2 separate regions of the Mus musculus genome follow, and region 2 is linked to region 1. The links are chromatin contacts, called in public Hi-C maps. All regions are on one chromosome and are shown on one strand. The core of a region is the stretch at or near the end of the contact, and the rest is flanking DNA. Distances in the headings are between cores, read along the strand shown.

Region 1 (5,239 bases), core at 1,421-3,920:
AGCATATATGGTCTATGACTGGAAGAGAGATTTAACTCAAAAGCTGAGAGATGCTCATAAAAAGAACCTGGATTCCCTGAAACACACTTTTTAAAAATGCCAAGTGTAGTGGCACATGTGTAACCCCAGCACTGTGGAGTAAAAATGGGAGGCTCCCTGGGGCTTGCTGGCCAGACAGTCTCACATAGTTGGCAAACTCCAGGCCAGTGAGAGGCCATCAAAAAAGGTTGAATGGCACCTGAGGAACAACACATAGGGCAGATGGCCATGTGGTACGTGCGCACGCACACACTCCTCAGTAGAAAAGGAGGCAAAGGTTATGAATAAATGGTTCACAGAAAAACAAAGATGAAATAAGTATTCCAGAAAAAAAATGCTTAACTTTCTATCCAATCTGTATGAAGTGAAATATGGGGAAATATTGATTCCCATTTGTGTTGAGAAATGTTTTATTTATACAAATACGTATAGAAGCTCCACATTACACTGCTCCCAGCGTTTGTTTGAAGAAAACTGGTAAAGGATTTCCATGATTGACACGTGTATGAGTCTTTCTGTACCAAACATTTTAAAGGTTGGTTTTCAGTGATGCCTGTGTGGGGTATGTGCAAGTGAGTTCAGAGCCAAAAGTCACAGAGGCCAGAAAAGGGCATCTGGTCACTGAGAATTGAAGTGACAGGCAGTTGTGGGTGCTGGGGCAGAGCTGGTGTCCTTGGTGAGAGCAGTGTGTACTCTTACCTACCAAGCCCTCTCTAAGGCCGGGCATGAGGCTTTTTAAGAGACCATGTTTCTTCTCTTGTGTCAAACTTTCAAGACAGGGTTTCACTGTGCATCCTAGATTAGACACTCCAGCTGTCTGTGAAGGACCCAACTGTGTGCCTGCTGAGTGCCCTAAGACAAGTTCAGAACTGCACCTCAGAGCCTCTGAGCTGTGGCAAAAGTCTGAGTGAAAAATGATAATCTCAGGTCTCATGGGTGCAGGCACCTGCCACTAAGGCTGATGATGTGAGTTGAGTTCCTAGAAAACACGTGGTGGGAGTAAAGCACTAAGTCCCACATGTTGTCCTGTGACTGCCACATGTGCACAATGGCAAGTGTGCAGATACACACAGAGTATATGAGTAAACATAAAAATATAGATACACACAAGGCATAAGCAAATATAAGCACACACAGAAAACTGCCCCTTGAGTGCTAGATTATAGGCATCTGCTACTACCCCTGGCTCTGTATAAAGAAAGGGCACAGGTGAGATGGCTCAGCCAGTGCGTCCCACACAAGCTTGACCACCCACCGTAGAGGAGAGAGAACCCAACTTCTAAAAGTTGTTCTCTAACCTACACGTGTATACTTTGGCACACACATGAGCAAATGCACGTGCACATACGCACACACACACACACATACACATGCACACACATATGTATACAGATACACATATTTTTTTTTAAACAGAGAAAGACCCATGACAGTGAGGAAAGAGACTACACAGTGTCCTATGCTGGGTTGTGCTGGACCATGTCTGAGGTTGTCTGAGGCAGAATCTGAATGGGTTTGGACCCTTTGAGCTCTTCCAGCCTGGGGGTGTAGTTCTGGAAACCAGGGACCAGTGTAATATCAGCAGTTGGTGTCGTCTGATCCCACAGCTACAGAGCAATCTGTGCAAGACTGGCCTGCAGCAGGGCGCTGACATCGGGACAGGAGCCCAAGCTCTGTGTGGGAGGGAGAAGGGAGGGTCTTCCCACCAGGTGAGAGAGAGCAGTAGCTCTCAGCGGAGGCTGCAGAGCGGCGGGGCTAAGAGATGATGCTGTGCTTTGTGGTCCTCGGTCTGGTTTTTGTCCCCTTTAGGAGTGGATGTAAGAAGCTGAAGACCCAGGCCCCACACATGCTAGGCCGGCACTTGAGCACTGAGCTACACAGCAGCCTGAGGAGCTGGGGTTTAGATGGGCCAAAATGGCTTAGGAGGGTGTGTAAATTAGAGGAACTGTGTCAGCAAACCACAGGCTGAGGGGACCAAGATGAAGAGTTTGAGCAAGCGGGAACCAAGCTGCAAGGAGCAATAAAGGCCAGCTGGAATGGTAGCTCGGTGGCTGACGCGGACCAGGATGCACAAGGCCATCCCCAGTATTGAAAAAGATAAATAAAAATTAAAAACTAGACACTGAATGCCATGCTCCAGGTTTATTTACCTGGCCACAAGAGAAGCCATTGAAAGTGTCGAGAGATGACCCAGCCATATGTTTAAAGGCAATTACAGCCTTTCAAAAGGAACCAGTAGCCAGGTTTTCATGTCATCCAAATGGGCAATATGGTTGCAAAATGCGTCCTGCAGGCTTTGGCCCTGCCCACCCCACCCACCCACCCCCCACCCCCGTGAATACCATAAGGAAAGGAGGTGAAATTTTGCAACTTCCTCCTCCTTGCCTTGCAAACAAGGAAGTAACAGTCACTGTAAGAAAACAATTTCACAAGTTTTAAAGACAATGAAACCTTAGCTCTCTCAGGCTGGCTTCGGACTCACTCTGTAGTGAGGGTGGCCTTGAACTCCTGAGCTTCCAGCCTCCCCTCTCCCTGTGCTGGGATCACAGGTGTCCACTTCTGCATCATCTGGCTTTAGAATTCAATTTTTTTTTTCAAGACAGGCATAGAGGCACATCTTCATAAACCCAGCATTCTGGAAGCAGAGACAGATCTCTCTATGAGTTTGAGTCTACCCTACTCTCCATAGCAAATTCCACAGCCAGCATGACGCAAAAAAAAAAAAAAAAAAAAAGTAAATAAAAAGATTTTTAAATTTGATTTTATTTTTAATTGTGTTTGTGTCTTTCTGTTTGTGCACGAGGCACTGATTATAGTTGTGTGCTTGTGTGTGCAATGGTCATGGAGGCCAGAAGAGGTTTTACAATCCCCTGAGTGCTGGGAACTGACCTCAGGTTCTCTGAAACAACAGTACATGCTCTTAAGCAACAAACCATCTCTCCAGACCTTATTTTTATTTTTAATTATAAATAGATGGAGGTGAGGTGGGTATGTATATGAGTGTAGGTGCCCATATGGAGGCCAGAGCATTCCTTCTCTGAAGCTGGAGTTAGAATTGGTTGTGAGCCACTCAAGTGCTGGGAACCAAGCTCAGGTCCCCTGTAAGAGCAGTACGTGTCTCTTAACTGTCCAGCCGAGTAGCTCTCCAGCCCCTCAATTTTTTTTTTTGAATCTTATTTATTTAGAGTTAGAATTTCTCTGTGTAGCCCTGGCAGTCCTGTAATTTGCTGTGTAGACCAGGCTGGCTTCACTAGCCTCAAACTCAGAGATCAGCCGGCATCTGCATCTCAAGTGTTTGGATTAAAGGCATACACGACCACACCCATCTCAAGATCCCCAGTTCTGAAAGAAATCAAAGAAAAAAAAGGAGAAAGGAAAGAAAGAGACAGAGGGGGAAAAGAATGGAAGGAAGGACTGAGGGAGAGGAAGAAGGAGAGAGAGAGGTGGGGGAGGAGGGAGAAAGAGAGAGAGAGGGAGGGAGGAAGGAGAAGAGCCACTCAGGGAGAGTGGCATATGCCTGTAACCTCAGCACTAAGGGGCCAACTCTGGAGGACTGCAGGTTTGAGGACAGCTTGGGTTGTGTAGTAAGACCATGTGTGAAAACACAAACAAAAATCCCAGTTTCATTTGACATAATCCAGCTTATCTAGAATGTTCTTACATTTCAGGAGGGAGTAAGTCAGGAGTGACAGAGCCTGCTAAGAGGCACAGCAAGTCATGAGTGACAGTAGCTGCCTCCCTCATGGAAGGCTAAATTCCATGTCACAAGCCACTTACTCCAGCACCCGATAAGAGGCTTCTTATTAGAAGACCTGGTAGTCAGGTACCGATCGATGTCACTCTCCAACACTCCAGAATGTGTCCTCTGTCATTGACCCCACAAAAGACCAAGTAGTCAATATGTGGGCTTTCCCTGAGCAGCCTTGGATCTCGAGTGAGTCTGGACCCCGGCCCCCCAAATCTATATATGTCAGAAAATTCTGCCATAGTGGTAACAAAAGAACGTCCCAGCCACAAAGGACAAAAACTTGCCAATAAATACACAAAGGCTCAACTGGCTCTGAGATGCTGTCTTTTGTGGCTTTGTCCCCAGCGTCTAAAGCAGCACACAATAGGTGCAGCACACAATAGGTGCAGCACACAATAGGTGCAGCACACAATAGGTGCAGCACACAATAGGTGCTCATTCAAGAGTAGAACTTAAAAGCCCACTGCTTATCAAATCCTGCTTGGTCTACTTCTGAGGATGCAGCCAAGCTGCTCTGCCAAGTAAGAGTTCTGCTCTGCCTGCCTGCCTCCCATGACATGGGAGGCCCGAGGGCGTGGTTGGCAGTTTGACGCTCAGACTCTTGCATTTCTGCTGTTCCATCAGGCCAGGTAAGGAACCAGGATTTGTTATCAGACTGGGGAGATGGTTCGGTGGACCCACTTAAAGCTGGACTCTGTATCTTTGCCCCCTGTAATTCCAGGGATGCTGAGGTAGACACGGGAGCTCCATGGCACTCCCTGGTCAGTCAGCCATGGTCAGTCAGCCCAGCCATGGAGCTCCAGGTTCAGGAAACTATGTCTTTAAAAAAAAAAAGTGGAGAGCGATTAAAAAGAGACTCAACTGTGAGAATGGTCACAAAGCCTCTTGGCCCAGCAGCCTGACTCCCTGGGCACGGACGGGTACAGAGAGGCTTTGGCTACAGCAAGCCAGAAGCCTGCACTGAGCTTCTATACACAGAGAGAGAGAGAGAGAGAGAGAGAGAGAGAGAGAGAGAGAGAGAGAGAGAGAGCCTTACACCCTGGGCTCTACACACATACCCCACTCATACATGCACACCCTGCATGCACACACACATGCACATATGCACACGTGCACAAACAGTTCTAGGGCTTCAAAACCCATATTGACTTACCTGTAAATTTTGAGGTATGGTTTCACTCTGCCACACTCATAGTGGTCCTCCTGCCTCGGCCTCCCAAGTTCTGGGATTGTAGGTATGCAGAGAATCCAATGTGAAGGGAGAACACCAGGTCTTTCTTTCATGGACAAAGGCTCCTTTCCAAAATCCCAAAATGAGAGTAGCTGTCTCCAGGGTCTTGGTTGATGCTAAGTCATTGCCCTACCCCTGAGCTAAATCCCCAGACCCACCCCTTAAAATTCATATGTGCAATACTAAAGTTTGAATCAGCCCAAGAAAATTTAATAAGTTGA
Region 2 (5,239 bases), core at 1,012-3,511, 37 kb before region 1:
TCTCTCTCTCTCTCTCTCTCTCTCTCTCTGTGTTTGTGTGTGTATAACTTTTTTTTAGATTTATTTATTTTGTTTATATGAATACACTGTAGCTGTCAGACACACCAGAAGAGGGCATCAGATCCCATTACAGATAGTTGAGCAACCATGTCATTGTTGGGGATTGAACTCAGGACCTCTGGAAGTGCAGTCAGTGCTCTTAACCACTGAGCCATGTCTCTAGCCTCCTGTGACTGTTTTCTAAGAGACCCCTATATGTCAGGAGAGGGAATAGTATCTGTGTCCCTCTGTCAATCAGTACAGGTCCTTCACCCCCACATGCAGCCACACACTAATGTGTGCGTAATGTAGAAATACAGGAGCATCATAGGACCTTCTCATTTCAGATTCCTTCAAAAAGACAAGCATTCAGCTTGCTTTTTCAGACATTTGAATAATTAAAATTTCTTGTCATTTTAATTGATATCAGTATGCCTTCCCTAAAATCTTCTGGTGCCTTAATGTTGGTGATTTCTTACACCTGTTAGAAAGTACAGATAACTTCATTTTAAATCTCAGAAATGGTTGTGCAACTTGGTGAGATCTCAAGTGAAGATTTATAAAAAGGACTACAGCTAGATCAGTGATAGAGCACTGGCTTAGCATGTGCAAGGTCCCAGGTTAGAGCTCCTGCACCAAATAACTGAGATTATGTCCTTTATGTTCCTGTCTGAGGGAAAAATAAGCAAATCTAGCCATTATGTTGCAAAAGAAGGGGTATAATCAAAGTAGTTAATGTTTCTAGGATCTTTAAAGCCACAGATAACCATGTTCAGATATAGAGAAAGTTGTTAAAACAGATACAAACACCAACTGCAGAAGTGTAAAGATAGTTGTTAAAGCAGGCATGGACATCAGCTGGAGATGGGTAATCACTTTATTCTGTTGTCTAGAAAAGCAACTGTGGGACTGGAAAGTGCTGGCGCACGCCTTTGATCCCAGCACTTGGGAGGCAGAGGCAGGCAGATTTCTAAGTTCGAGGACAGCCTGGTCTACAAAGTGAGTCCCAGGACAGCCAGGGCTACACAGGTTTCTGTCTCAAAAAAAAAAGAAAGAAAAGAAAAGAAAAGAAAGAAAGAGATAGATAGATGAGTAGCAGACTTAAAGAGAACGATCCCTCTTCGACAACAAATAGAAAAAGTAACATATATTGAAGATACACAGAAGTGAACTGTTCAACCCCATGTGAATGTCGTTCAAGGGTCAGTTTAGAAACTTGATGCCTGCATGCTAAGAATATTATAGGAGGAAATGTGGCTCAGTGGGAGAGTAATTGTTTAGCTGTTCTGGCTTTGAATCCTAATGCAGGTGGAGTATAGGAGCTATTGATCAACTGTCAGAACAAGTACAAATCATCCATCCGCTTCACAGTGAAGTGCTCACGCCAAAAGTCAGAGGTGCACAGGAGAGAGCAATCTGGCCAGGTGTACTTAAGCTGTTACTGCTATGAGAAAGTGTAGATGGATGGAAAGCATGATCCTGAAAAGCTATGTCTTCTATACAAGTGCTGGGAGACTACTGGTTTCCTTGTTTTTGATAGGCATGAAGTGTGAGAGAGTTAATGGCCAAATCCAGCCTCAAAGTGCTGATACTAAACTGAAAGCAAAGCACCCTGTCTCCTAAGACAGGAACTTATGCTCTTCGATGTCCTGCCTCACACAGGCAGAAAAACACAAGCCCACATGACCAACCAGCATAGCTTGAGTTTACTGCTTACTAACTATGGAACATATTCCTTTGTGGTTCTTAAATTGAGGCCAAGATTATGAGTCGCTGAGGATTATAATTTGCAAGTTTAGCCAGGCACAGTAGCCTGAATACCTGTATTTGTTAGCACTGAAGATACTGAAAAAAAGCCGAGCTACATAGTGACTTCCATGCTAGCCTGAAATCAAGTAAGATCTTGTCTTAAAAACAAACAAGCAAAAATGCAGATTTGATTTTGGAGGCAATATTCTAAAAGTCAAATATTCAACCGTAATCCCTACCACCACTGCCTCATGAATATGTAAATTAAGCCCATACTCCAATTCTGATTCAAAAGCAAAGCTGTCTCTATCTCTGACATAAAGTATTGGCAGAACTGTGAAACTTGGTCTGCAGGTGTTCAGCATCAGCTCCAACAGGCAGTGGCACAATCTGCCCTATAAAACCTTGCCCTGGAAAAGAGCTATTTTCAGAAGAGACACACTCCTAACAAAGCTGTGTATGTCAGATGAATTACAAAGACTTCCCCATTTCCATCTGTTTTGGTTTTTTTTTTTTTTCTTCATTCCAAAGGACATGATGTGTGTTGTTTAATGTGTAGAATATAAGATTTCCACCAGAACTTGGCATTGAAGATAATGATATGAGTCCAGGATTGGGGGCAGGCGGGGGGGGGGGGGGGGGGGAAGCTGACCTTACCTGACCTGCTGGCCAGGTAAGGCGGTAGGAAAAAGTTCCCTTGTTGTTTGCCATAGGCAGAGATGTAGTACTTGGTGTATTACTCTCAGTTGGCTTTTCTTGAATCATGAAGCATTTCATTCTGTAGAATACGCATTCCAGTAAGTCAAACACAGGAAGACTAGCTTCTAAAGACAGAGAAGGGGCTAACAAGATGCCTCAGAAGGTAAAGGTGTTTGCTGCTAAGCCTTCCAATTTGATTTCAAGCCTCAGAACCCACATATAAAAGAAAAGAATCAACTCCCACAAGCTGTTCTCTGATCTCCACACATGTCCCATGGTACACACATATCCACAATCTCAGAGACAGAGACAGAGACAGAGACAGACAGACAGACAGAACTTGAATAAGAAGTAGGTGGTCAGCCGGGCGTGGTGGCGCACACCTTTAATCCCAACACTCGGTAGGCAGAGGCAGGCGGATTTCTGAGTTCGAAGCCAGCCTGGTCTACAAAGTGAGCCCAGGACAGCCAGGGCTATACAGAGAAACCCTGTCTCGAAAAAACAAACAAACAAAAGAAGTAAGTGGTCTTTAATCACAGCACTCAGGAGACAGAAGCAGGCGACCCCTGACTTTGAGGACAGCCTGGTCTACAGAGTGAGTTTCAGGACAGTCAGGGCTACTCAGAGGAACCTTGTCTCAAAACAAACACATAAACAAAAACAAAATAAATAATAAATAGATGTAATTTAAAAATTAAACTTAGAACATTTAACTGTCTTTTCAGAGGACCTGAATGTGGTTCCCCGCATCCACATCAGGCAACTCAACAATCACTTGTAGTTCTAGCTCCAGAGGATCGAATGCCCTCCTCTGGATGCCACAGGCAGCTGCACTCAAAAATGTGCATACCCACACATATAGGCACATTATCTTGAAACGTAAAATATATATATGACACACTTCCCACAACAAGGCCACACCTCCTAATAGTGTCACTTCCCATGAGCCAAGCATATTCAAACCATCACAGAGGCACAGCACTTATTAGGCAGAGACGTGTGGTTATCTGTGAGTTCCAATCCAACAAGGTCTGCATAATAGGGTGAGAAACAAAAGGTGTGACATTTTTAACCTCGTCCTGTTGGGATCCAGTCTAGGAGCTAAGTCCAAAGCAGTGATCACCTGTCATTTTTATTTCATGCTATATGTCTTAGGCATAATCTAACACTCCCCTGGTGTATGTTCTTGTTGGGCTCAAGCCCCAGGACCTCTCTTGGACCAAGTAGTACTCTTAATACTTGCTGTATATATCCAGTCCCCAATTTAATATATTCAACATCTTTTCAGAACAGTCTTAGGGAAATAAACTGAGTGAAAAACTTAAGCTCTGAAAGGACACATGGGCAACCCAGAGTCACAACTGGTGAATTTGGAAAGTTCATAGTGAACTCAAACCATTGTTCTTTGCGCCATGTTCTGGAATATTGCTGTGTGCTATTGTGTCTTCCTGTCTCTGCCTTTTGCCCTTAGATGTTATGTGTGTCTGTCTATCTCTTGTCTGCCCTGCCTAGGATTTCCAAAGTCTTCCTTGTAGCCCAGGCTGGCTTCCACTTAAAAAGCAATCTTTAATATATTTGCAAATGAAAACTTGCAAAGCAGTTAAATGCTTTGTCAGGTACTATGCTTTAATTGACTTCCCTCTGTCCCTCATGAATCTTTTCACATTTTCTTTTAGTTATTTTCTGGTCAGTTAACTTCTACCAGTAGGTAATTTTAGTCTGATTTCTTAGTAGAGAGAAACAAATATATAGAGCAGTGTGACCTGTAGCTGCTGCACAGGAGCCGATTTGCAATGACAACTCAGAGCAGCAGAGAAAAATACAGCAGGTGGTTATCTGCTGCCTCCTCCTGTCTGCTGACAGCTGGCTGGGGGAGATGCTTTCCTGACATTGTTTAGAGCTTATTGTGAGGATTGTAAGGTTGTTTGACCATGGGCTAAGCCACAAAGCCAACTTTCTTTCTCTCTCTCTCTCTCTCTCTCTCTCTCTCTCTCTCTCTCTCTCTCTCTCTCTCTCTCTCTCTCTCTCTCTGGGTTTTTGAGACAGGGTTTCTCTGTGTAGCCCTGGCTGTCCTGGAACTCACTCTGTAGACTAGGCTGGCATCGAACTCTGAAATCCACCTGCCTCTGCCTCCCAAGATCTTGGACTAAAGGTATGTGCCAGCACTGCCCAGCAAAGCCAATTTTCAAAGTGTGACCTTCACTATAGAATTTTACCTTTGTTCTGGATTCTATGTAGCTTGCTTAGAAGTGAGTATGATCTGGAATCTACTAATGATGAGATCTTTAATAAGAACAGCTCACGAGCTATTTCAGTAATAGCCAGTGCCAAAAGCCTGCTCTGCCAGGAGCTACTACAGCACTTTCACACTCATGACTAATCTCATCCTTAAAACAGCCTCCTGACTGTTCCCTCTCCTTACCGTTGAGCAACTTATGGCCCTGTCAGTGCTTCAGGGCAGAGTATGTCAGTCATCTTGCTCTTTCACGTTTATGCCTTTCAAGAAATTCTAGGGCAATACCACTGCTCAGGAAGTTGAGGCAGGAGGGCTATAAGTTTGAGGCCAGCTTAGGGATACTACTATCAAAATACTTTATGTTATGTGGCTCAGTGGTTGAGTGGTTGACTCAGGGTTTCATCCTCTGTTCCCCCTTTGGTAGAGGTATTTTTTAGTATCACCTTTGAGAACTTTGCTTCACATTTGGAACTGAGTTGCCTGGAATGAGTTAGGGATCCAGTTCTGTATGTTACC

What was found. A called contact is a pair of places that touch in the nucleus more often than the background predicts.
Region 2: a contact with region 1 is called in a Hi-C map of bone marrow-derived macrophages, with 49 read pairs. The contact joins two enhancer-like sites. A contact is called at or near these places in 2 of 15 datasets of contacts at CTCF or cohesin (the NIH/3T3 cell line and pro-B cells), 196 of 484 Hi-C or Micro-C datasets (2-cell embryo, B cells, the BV-2 cell line and 124 more), 4 of 115 datasets of contacts at active chromatin or transcription factors (double positive thymocytes, embryonic stem cells, heart atrium and 1 more) and 4 of 9 other capture datasets (adipose tissue, liver, macrophages and 1 more).

What each region holds. Positions count from the first base shown.
Region 1 is chr6:116,011,077-116,016,315 of GRCm38.p6, reverse strand. No RefSeq gene overlaps it. Among named protein-coding and RNA genes, the nearest start is that of Plxnd1, 19 kb to the right of the region's middle. Within about 2 kb of position 2,670, at least 45 of the 459 cell types and tissues checked have an H3K27ac peak or open chromatin away from gene starts, as enhancers often do. A contact at or near this core is called in bone marrow-derived macrophages, where this site is marked.
Region 2 is chr6:116,047,198-116,052,436 of GRCm38.p6, reverse strand. All of the region lies in intron 3 of Tmcc1 (transmembrane and coiled coil domains 1), which reads left to right. Among named protein-coding and RNA genes, the nearest start is that of Plxnd1, 55 kb to the right of the region's middle. Within about 2 kb of position 2,261, at least 4 of the 459 cell types and tissues checked have an H3K27ac peak or open chromatin away from gene starts, as enhancers often do. A contact at or near this core is called in bone marrow-derived macrophages, where this site is marked.